Linked DNA regions of Drosophila melanogaster: region 2 is linked to region 1. The links are chromatin contacts, called in public Hi-C maps. All regions are on one chromosome and are shown on one strand. The core of a region is the stretch at or near the end of the contact, and the rest is flanking DNA. Distances in the headings are between cores, read along the strand shown.

Region 1 (3,580 bases), core at 493-2,992:
ACGTTAGTAAAAGAAAAGTGGCCCGAAAATGGGTAAACAAAACTAAGCCACCCTGAAATCAGGTCTTTGGGTCTTTTTTCGACTTTTTTTCATTTTTTTTTTTTGTTTGTTTCGCTATATTGTTTTTATTTTCGGCGTTGCCTCTCTCACTCTGACGCGTATAAAAGCAAACTTGACACATTTAAAAACTATATATTTACAAACAAAAAACGAACAAGAGACACGAAAAATTAAAATGCATTGCGTATGATTTTTTCAAGAATAGCCAACGCATTAATTTTTTCGTATTTTCATGCACTCGACAAAAACTTCACCAGTGACAAAAGCCCAAGGCAGCCCCAACTCCCCTGTCATTTTGTCCATGATTTGTGCATCTGAAACGGATCTTGGTTTTGATTTCCATTTCGATTTCGAGACTTTGGCACTTTTATGTTTAGCAAAAGTTTCACGAGAATAGAAAAATTTCGGAAAGTGAATAAAATTCGCATCGTTGCGATTGAATGAAATACTTTTCGAGGCTGCGTAAATAAATCAAAGTGTAAACAAAAGTGAGCCAAATGTGGCGTCTTCTCGCCCTGGAGACACACGAACTTGGTGGGTTTGGTGGCAAGATGGATGGCCAAACTGGGAGCTCCGAGGACCGCCCACACGCACAGACAGACCCTCTCCATCGATCGTTGGCCACTCCTGCCTACACGCACATGGGTTTCCATTCGAAAAGAGACAATGGAAATCGAATAGCCAACCAACCAGTAGCTAGCTGGCCAAGAAGTTCTGGCCAGAAGTTGGCCAGAAGTAGCACTTGTCCGAGATCCCACAAAAGATATCGAAAATGGAGCAGGGCAGCCCACACATACATATATATATAAAAACCGGGTGACCCGGGGGAGATTTCAACGGAAAGTGCTTGCCATTTGCTGACAGCTCGGGCGCAAACGGTTTTTAGTTAAATCCGCGCTCCACGTTGCGTATACGCAATGTGCGACTGGTGGCTGGCTGGGTGGGTGGGAGTGGTTGGTAGCATTGCAGTTGGCCCGTTGCAAACGGCAGCAAATACGGATGCCGAACGACAAGCACAGATGTTTTTACAACCCAAAAGATACAAAGCAGACAGAGATACTGATGCTGAAGCTGCTGCCGCACTGACAGATGCAGATTTACATGCACTGAAAACAAAAACTGCGATGGCTAACTAATAAGATTGGTTTCTGTTATAAATAGAGGATGGATATTAACGGCAGTAAAAGAGAATATTATATATTCAGTGCGATAATTTTTCGCACCATGAAGTACACCTTTATTTTTTGCAGTGCTCGCTCTAGTCAAATACGTTCAGCTCAGCATGGTTGAGTTTGGAGCTGAGTTTTGCCAAGTTTTAAGCCGATGGATTTATTTTTTTGGGGGGTTTTGCCGGGATCTCCGTGGGTGAGATATGGAATAGATGGGGGATTGAGAGTGGGAATCCTAGGCGGGGGGTGTTATGACTTACCGAGGGGGGTGATGAAATGGTTGACTCTTGTGCAGGCCATCCGGGGGGGGCAGGATTATGTGAACTGGTTGCAGCTTCTATTTTTTATTTCTTTCGAGGATGAGCGACAAGTTACTGCGGCAGTCGATCCGAGCAGTAAATGCTACGAACGGTACGAATGTTCGGTGCTTTTCCACTAAGTTTTTCCTCGGTGGTTTTTCTCTACTTTTCCAGTGAACCGTTAGTTGCGCGTGCTGCCGCCGGTTGCCGTTACAAAGTACCGTTCACAACTGAGCTCGTTTTTTATGCGGCCCGATACTTTTATAGATTCGCAAAGTGCCGGCCTGGCCAAAAACCGAAAGGGGTAGAGCCTCCTTACCGGAGGGTTTACATGTGCACAGTCCGCTGTGTTAGTTGTGCGTGTGTTTGTGTGTGTGTGCTTTTTTTCCATTTTGCACCCCTTTCGAAAAGCCGGCTCTTGCTGGCCAAGGTAAGAAACCCCCCCCCCCCCCTGCAAACCGCCTCCCCCTTTTAAGCCACCCTTTTGAACAATAAAGCCAGGTGCAGCAAACATGTTCGAGGTTCGAACGCGTTGCCAAGTTTTCCTTTGTCGTGGCTTTTTGCTTTTTTTGGCCACCATCCGGTGAACGGTACACGCAAAGGAGTCACGTGAGGAAGTGAGATGGGGCGAACGAGTGAAAGGGAGAGGGATAGCCAGGAGCCAGCTGGCTTTTACCGGCAGCTGCAGGTGCGACAGAGAAAGTGGAGAGACGGAGAGCGAGAGGGAGACAGTTGCAGATGCAGCCGCCGACGGATAATTAACAAGTCACTTATTAAGTTAGCATCTTTGTCCCCTTAATCCATTTGTGAAACAGTGTTTTCCCTTTTTGGCTAATTAACTCAATTATTGCATTACCAAATGTGAAACAATTGGGGGAAACAAAAAAAGCGAGGCTTATGCCTCAAATTATATCTGGCCAATGTTTTTTCGTTTGCAAACTGATCTTGGTACTGTAAAAAAGTAAAAGTTTATGTATAATTAGATAGATTTGATAAAAAAAACACCCAACGTTGATTTCTTGCCCCTGATAAATAAATCAAAGCACTTCGGTCGCAGCTGCTGTTTTCGCCTTGTTTATTGGGTGTCAATAGGTGCATCCATCAGATACAAGACACGAGATACAAGATACAAGACACGAGATACGAGCTACCACCAGCCACGAGATACTTATTTATGTGGGCTATCTCTGGCATCTCTTGGGACCAGTCATCTCTTTTGTATCTGAACTTGTTAACATATCGAGTATAATTTTGATGTGTTGTGGCCTCCTTCCATTTCCCAGCTCAAATAGCAAATAGCAAACAGCAAACATCGAAAGGGCCCAGATACACTTAACAATTGCAGAAACATCTTCATCAAATGGGCCTCATTCTGCTGCCGCTGACAGCTGATGAGGGCGCTGCCCGACCCTTTGTACCGCCCTAGCCCCCTCTCACTCCCACACAGCAGCTATCTCGCTCGCTCGCCCTGCGAATACCACCTCGAATCGCGCAGATTGGATTTGAATTGACTTCAAGATGAATAAGGTGGCAGTTGAATAGGGTCTATGGACCCCCTTTTTTTATGAAATTAAGGGTGCCAAGAGGATAACTGTTAATATAATATAGGGGTGCTGTTTGCAATTTGAATTAAATGCAAGCTAGTTACTATAAAATAACTAAAACTAAGATTAAAGTTTCTTCCACATTACTAGATAGTTAATATGAAGAAGGTAGCTCGATAATAAATTAAAAAGGCACCAAATGCTTTGGTTTAAAAGTTAGCACTAAATACTAGCAACGACTAAAAAGCTTATAATTAATATCTTGTGCCGCAAATGTTTTTCCAGCGCGACCAAAGAAAACACTTTCAATTCAATTCCATTACGCGCAGTCGTAAAATAGAAAACACAGGATAAACATTTGCCCATAAAAATTGCATGGGCTAAAAAGACAATTTTTTAAGCTGTCATTTTTTTCGTGTTTTGTATATTTTTTTCCTCGCTCATTTTCACTCTTGCCCATTTATTTTTTTATATTTTCTTCAACGTGTTTAATTGCACAAAAAAAAAT
Region 2 (4,007 bases), core at 799-3,298, 67 kb before region 1:
GTCTTTACCTTTTATGGCATTTTAATTTATCCGTATTGCTAAGAATTATAATGCCTCAAACAGTTCAATTATTCATTTAACGTTTTATGTCGTATTCGGATGAAGGTTCATCAATAAAGGTTTTCTTGAATGCAAGTGAACTATAAATATTATTTAAAATACAACTAAAGATGTTTGCTAAAAGAGACTTTTCATTATACCTTCAACATCGATTATTGGCTAAAACCTGAGGCAATTTTTGCACTCTTTTCCCTTTTATCCCGCCAGGCAGAACTTCATCCTTGGCTAGATTTTCATCTGCCTACTTGCTCCTATTTTGTTGCAAATTTCGCTCGAAAGTTTCCACAAAGTGGCGAAAGCAGGAGGCAGGCATAGTGCAATTTTACTGTCAATTAGGCGGGGAAAAGTGGGGTCTATTGTGGAGCCACCTTTAAAATAGGATGCCAAGGAGACTCTTAAATCTTATCAGGAAATTTGTGAATGGAGGAGGATATTACTTTTCAAGCTAGAATTTCTTATTCACAAAGACTGCAAAGGTATTCGTATGCCTGAAAATTCCAAATTTAATTTGATGGACCTGGCGTCCCATGGCAGGTGAGATTCCTATGAGCGATTCAGGAGTCAAAGGAGCGGGGGTATCCAAGGATTCGGAGCACGAGCCCGAGCGCCACAGCAGCTGCCGCTGAATGGACAGCGGCTAATTCCCCGTCAGCCTGGCAAATGGCAAAAATGGCAAACTGGCAAACTGGCAAAACGGCAACAATGGATGCACAGGGTGAAGGTCAGATTTCGGGCAATCAAACAATGGACAAAAGGAATCGTTTTGAATATGAAATGAGATGAGATTGGCATACAACCGGCGGGCCGAAAAATGGTAGTTGCCTCTGACTGACCGTAGGTGGACTCCAATTACGCAGCGGCAGCTGGAATCGCCGCTGCCCGGATTCGGGTTCAAAATCGAAGTGGCAATCTCCTCGATCTCGATTGATCATTCAATCAATGCCAGCTGCCGTGGCCGTCTACTTGGAGTGCGCCAATTTTCAATCTCGAACGTCAATATTTGTTTGGACTTTGGGCGGATTTGAAATTCCAGGAATGCCCAGCTTTATGGGTAAAACAAGTTGGATTTCTAGGGTGTAGACTAAAGTGTTCCCATTAGTTTCATATAGTCAATTGTCTTTAGGGTGTATATGGTAAGCTTTCAAATCATGCAGCTAGTCAAAGTAAGATTTACAGGGTATATTCCCACCTAAACCGCTGAGGATCAAGGCACGTTATCGCCAGCTTTTTATCGTGCCACCGCCCAAAAGGAGCCGCGTCATCAGCGTAGATTGAAATAATTCCGAGTTGCTGCCAACTTGCCAAGTCATCCCGAATTGGTCAGCGGTCGGGTCCTCTGATCTCTGATCTTTGGGCATATATGTATACAAATATATGAGTATATTTGTGGGAAGGAGGAGCGGAGATCGCGTGCGATAGGCAACGTCAATATTTGTGTTTATTTCTGGCTCGGATCGGATCGGATCGGAACGGAACGGATCAGATGGGCATGGGCATGATTATGAGGTCCTTGTTAGTCCGTTTCAATTGGCGGCGCTTTCGCTTTGAGGTCGAGCAAGTGGCTGCCCAATTTGCTCAGTGTTTTTGTGTATCGTTCTGTGGGCCAGGCTAATTGTTTTGTGCCCTCAAAGATCGGCTACCTGACCTGATCTCGATCCAAGTATGGGAATCTCGGCGGCTTTATTTGCCTCGGATTTCATTATTTTGCGGTGGATGTGGGAAAACTGCAAGCAGGCTAGAAATTTAACAAGTTTTTTCTTGGGTTGTACAAATTATTTTGAGTTTACTGGAAAATTACCCTCACAGCTGAGTAAGATGTTGACATCCTGTTTTTAATTTATTCGTGTCCCAACAAAAAAAAAATGGTTAAAAAATGTAATTTAGTCGACAAGACAAAAAACACGTGTTGTATTGATTTTTAAGAAACTATATCTGAATTTATATCTGAAAAACTGAATTGGCGCATTGGTGTATGTATCTTGTGACTTTTCAGTTAGGTTTTATAATTTTTAAGTTTAATTTTTAGAATTGTTTGCAGCCCTGAATATAACCTCAAATTTCAAAAGTTCGCTTTATGTCAGTTGTGGTTCATTGGTTAATGGTTCGTTTTCTGTCACTTAATTGGCGAAGTTGGCAGCACCGAGTTTCCTTTTTTCCGAATTGTGTGCCACGCGAATGTGCTAGCATATTTTTACTCTTTTAATTTGTGCGTGAAAATGAGTGATATATCTTTTGATGACGCTGTTCTGAATGACTCTCAAGCTTCTAATCAGATGGATTTTGAGATACGTGAAGAGTGCAGGTAAGTCAAAAGTCGATAACTGTTGCAAGTCATTGAAGTGAAAAATTTAGCATTGCCCCAAATGATGAGCCAGTCTGTGTCGATGGGACAGTCGGTGATGCGACGAATAAGTCGTTGCTGCAAATGATCCTCTCCAGAAAACGTTTAAGCCCTACAAATAAACGTAATAGCCACATTGAGAGCGTGGCCAAATATTGGGGTGAATTTTACTTGGACAGCCCCACAGCAGCCTTGGTTGCTCTCTTGCAGTTTGTGGTGGAGGTTAGTGGAAGTCATTATCAGATTCCAGATGATACTTCAATGCCATTCAGCTACAGTGACATCCTCTCCAACAGCTCATCGCATTTTTCCAATGTAAGTGGGATACATAAATCAGCGTTATAGGGATATCATTTTTACCTGCCCGCCCCACTTTCAGACCCACATATATCCTCTGATTAGGAAGCCCGCCGATGTCTTTGTGAACCAGGTGGGCAGCTTTTTGAATGCTCTGCTGCTGGTCGCCAATAAATTTCGCTCGGACTCTTACCAATTGTTTCTGGTCCAGTTGACGAATTTTGTGATGGCCTGCTCGGAGTCTAATATTCGTACTTTTCGCCATACCGCCACCATGATAGGTGAGAAACCAAAACTGATACCAAAACTTAACGTGCAAATAATATAAGTTTATGAACATTTCTAGGTTTGAAAATAATGACCATATTAAGCGATTTGAAATCCTTAGACGATGAAATAGCGATGACCGTTTGGATGCAAATGTTCAACAGCATGTTCGTAGCTCGCAGCCGGGACATAGTGACCGACATACGTCTCCTTTGTATCTCCGAACTTGGCCAGTGGTTCGCCAGATATCCACATTGCCATCTTCAGCCAACTAGCCTTCGTATTTTCTACGAAGCTTTAAATGATGGCTCTGGTGATGTGATTCAGTGCAGCTTGGATAATATATCCGTTCTGTGCCGCAAGGATGTCCTTTTCTCGGAGATTGTGGCATTAACCAGTGAATTCCGGGAGATCTTAGTTGAACTTTGCTTGGGCAAGGAGGATGCAATAGCTGAGAAATCCGTGCAGTTCCTTACCCATTTCCATGTACTGTCCGCAGAAATTCTAACTGACGACGTTTGCCGGGTGCTGGAGCAGCTAATAATGGCCGCGAATCGGGGTTTGGCTCAAGCAGCCGCAGATCTGTTTATATTGCGAAGAAACGGGTTGGATGGCGAAACATTTTGCCAAAGAGTAAAGCATCTTCTGCAGTTATTCATTGAGTGTGGACACGAACAGGCTGACTATTTGGTGGACTCCTTAATCGACAACTGCGAATTGGTTCTGGACTGGAAGTCCATGATAGCGGTGCTGCTGGAGAATCCTAAATCCCGCGAACTTAGCGACATTCATTGCTCCTCATTGATTGCAATCCTTTTGGCAGGAGTGAAGCAAGCCACCGCTGGCGAGATACCGCCCGGAAGATATACCAAGGATCTAAAAAGGGAGCCGAGGCAGGGCGCCCAAGAGAGGGCCACCAAGTGCTTGGCACCCGTTCTGCCCGAACTTCTTCGAACGTACGCCAATCGTTTGCAAGATATAGAGAGACTTCTGGAACTACCGAAATACTTCTGCTTCGATTACTACCATGAGCAGAATAGAA

What was found. A called contact is a pair of places that touch in the nucleus more often than the background predicts.
Region 2: a Hi-C map of the Kc167 cell line shows a contact between it and region 1, with 1.6 times the contacts expected there. A contact is called at or near these places in 36 of 107 Hi-C or Micro-C datasets (the D17-c3 cell line, the Kc167 cell line, the OSC cell line and 13 more) and 1 of 7 datasets of targeted methods (the Kc167 cell line).

What each region holds. Positions count from the first base shown.
Region 1 is chr3L:1,368,790-1,372,369 of dm6, reverse strand. It overlaps ru (roughoid), which reads right to left and starts at 1,742. Exons shown (of 4, transcript NM_080051.3): 1 at 1,490-1,742. The region is part of intron 3 of Ptp61F (Protein tyrosine phosphatase 61F); the gene reads left to right.
Region 2 is chr3L:1,435,913-1,439,919 of dm6, reverse strand. It overlaps SA2 (Stromalin 2), which reads left to right and starts at 2,048. Exons shown (of 6, transcript NM_138265.3): 1 at 2,048-2,362; 2 at 2,413-2,716; 3 at 2,781-2,979; 4 at 3,045-4,007. The coding sequence starts at 2,277. The region is part of intron 3 of Ptp61F (Protein tyrosine phosphatase 61F); the gene reads left to right.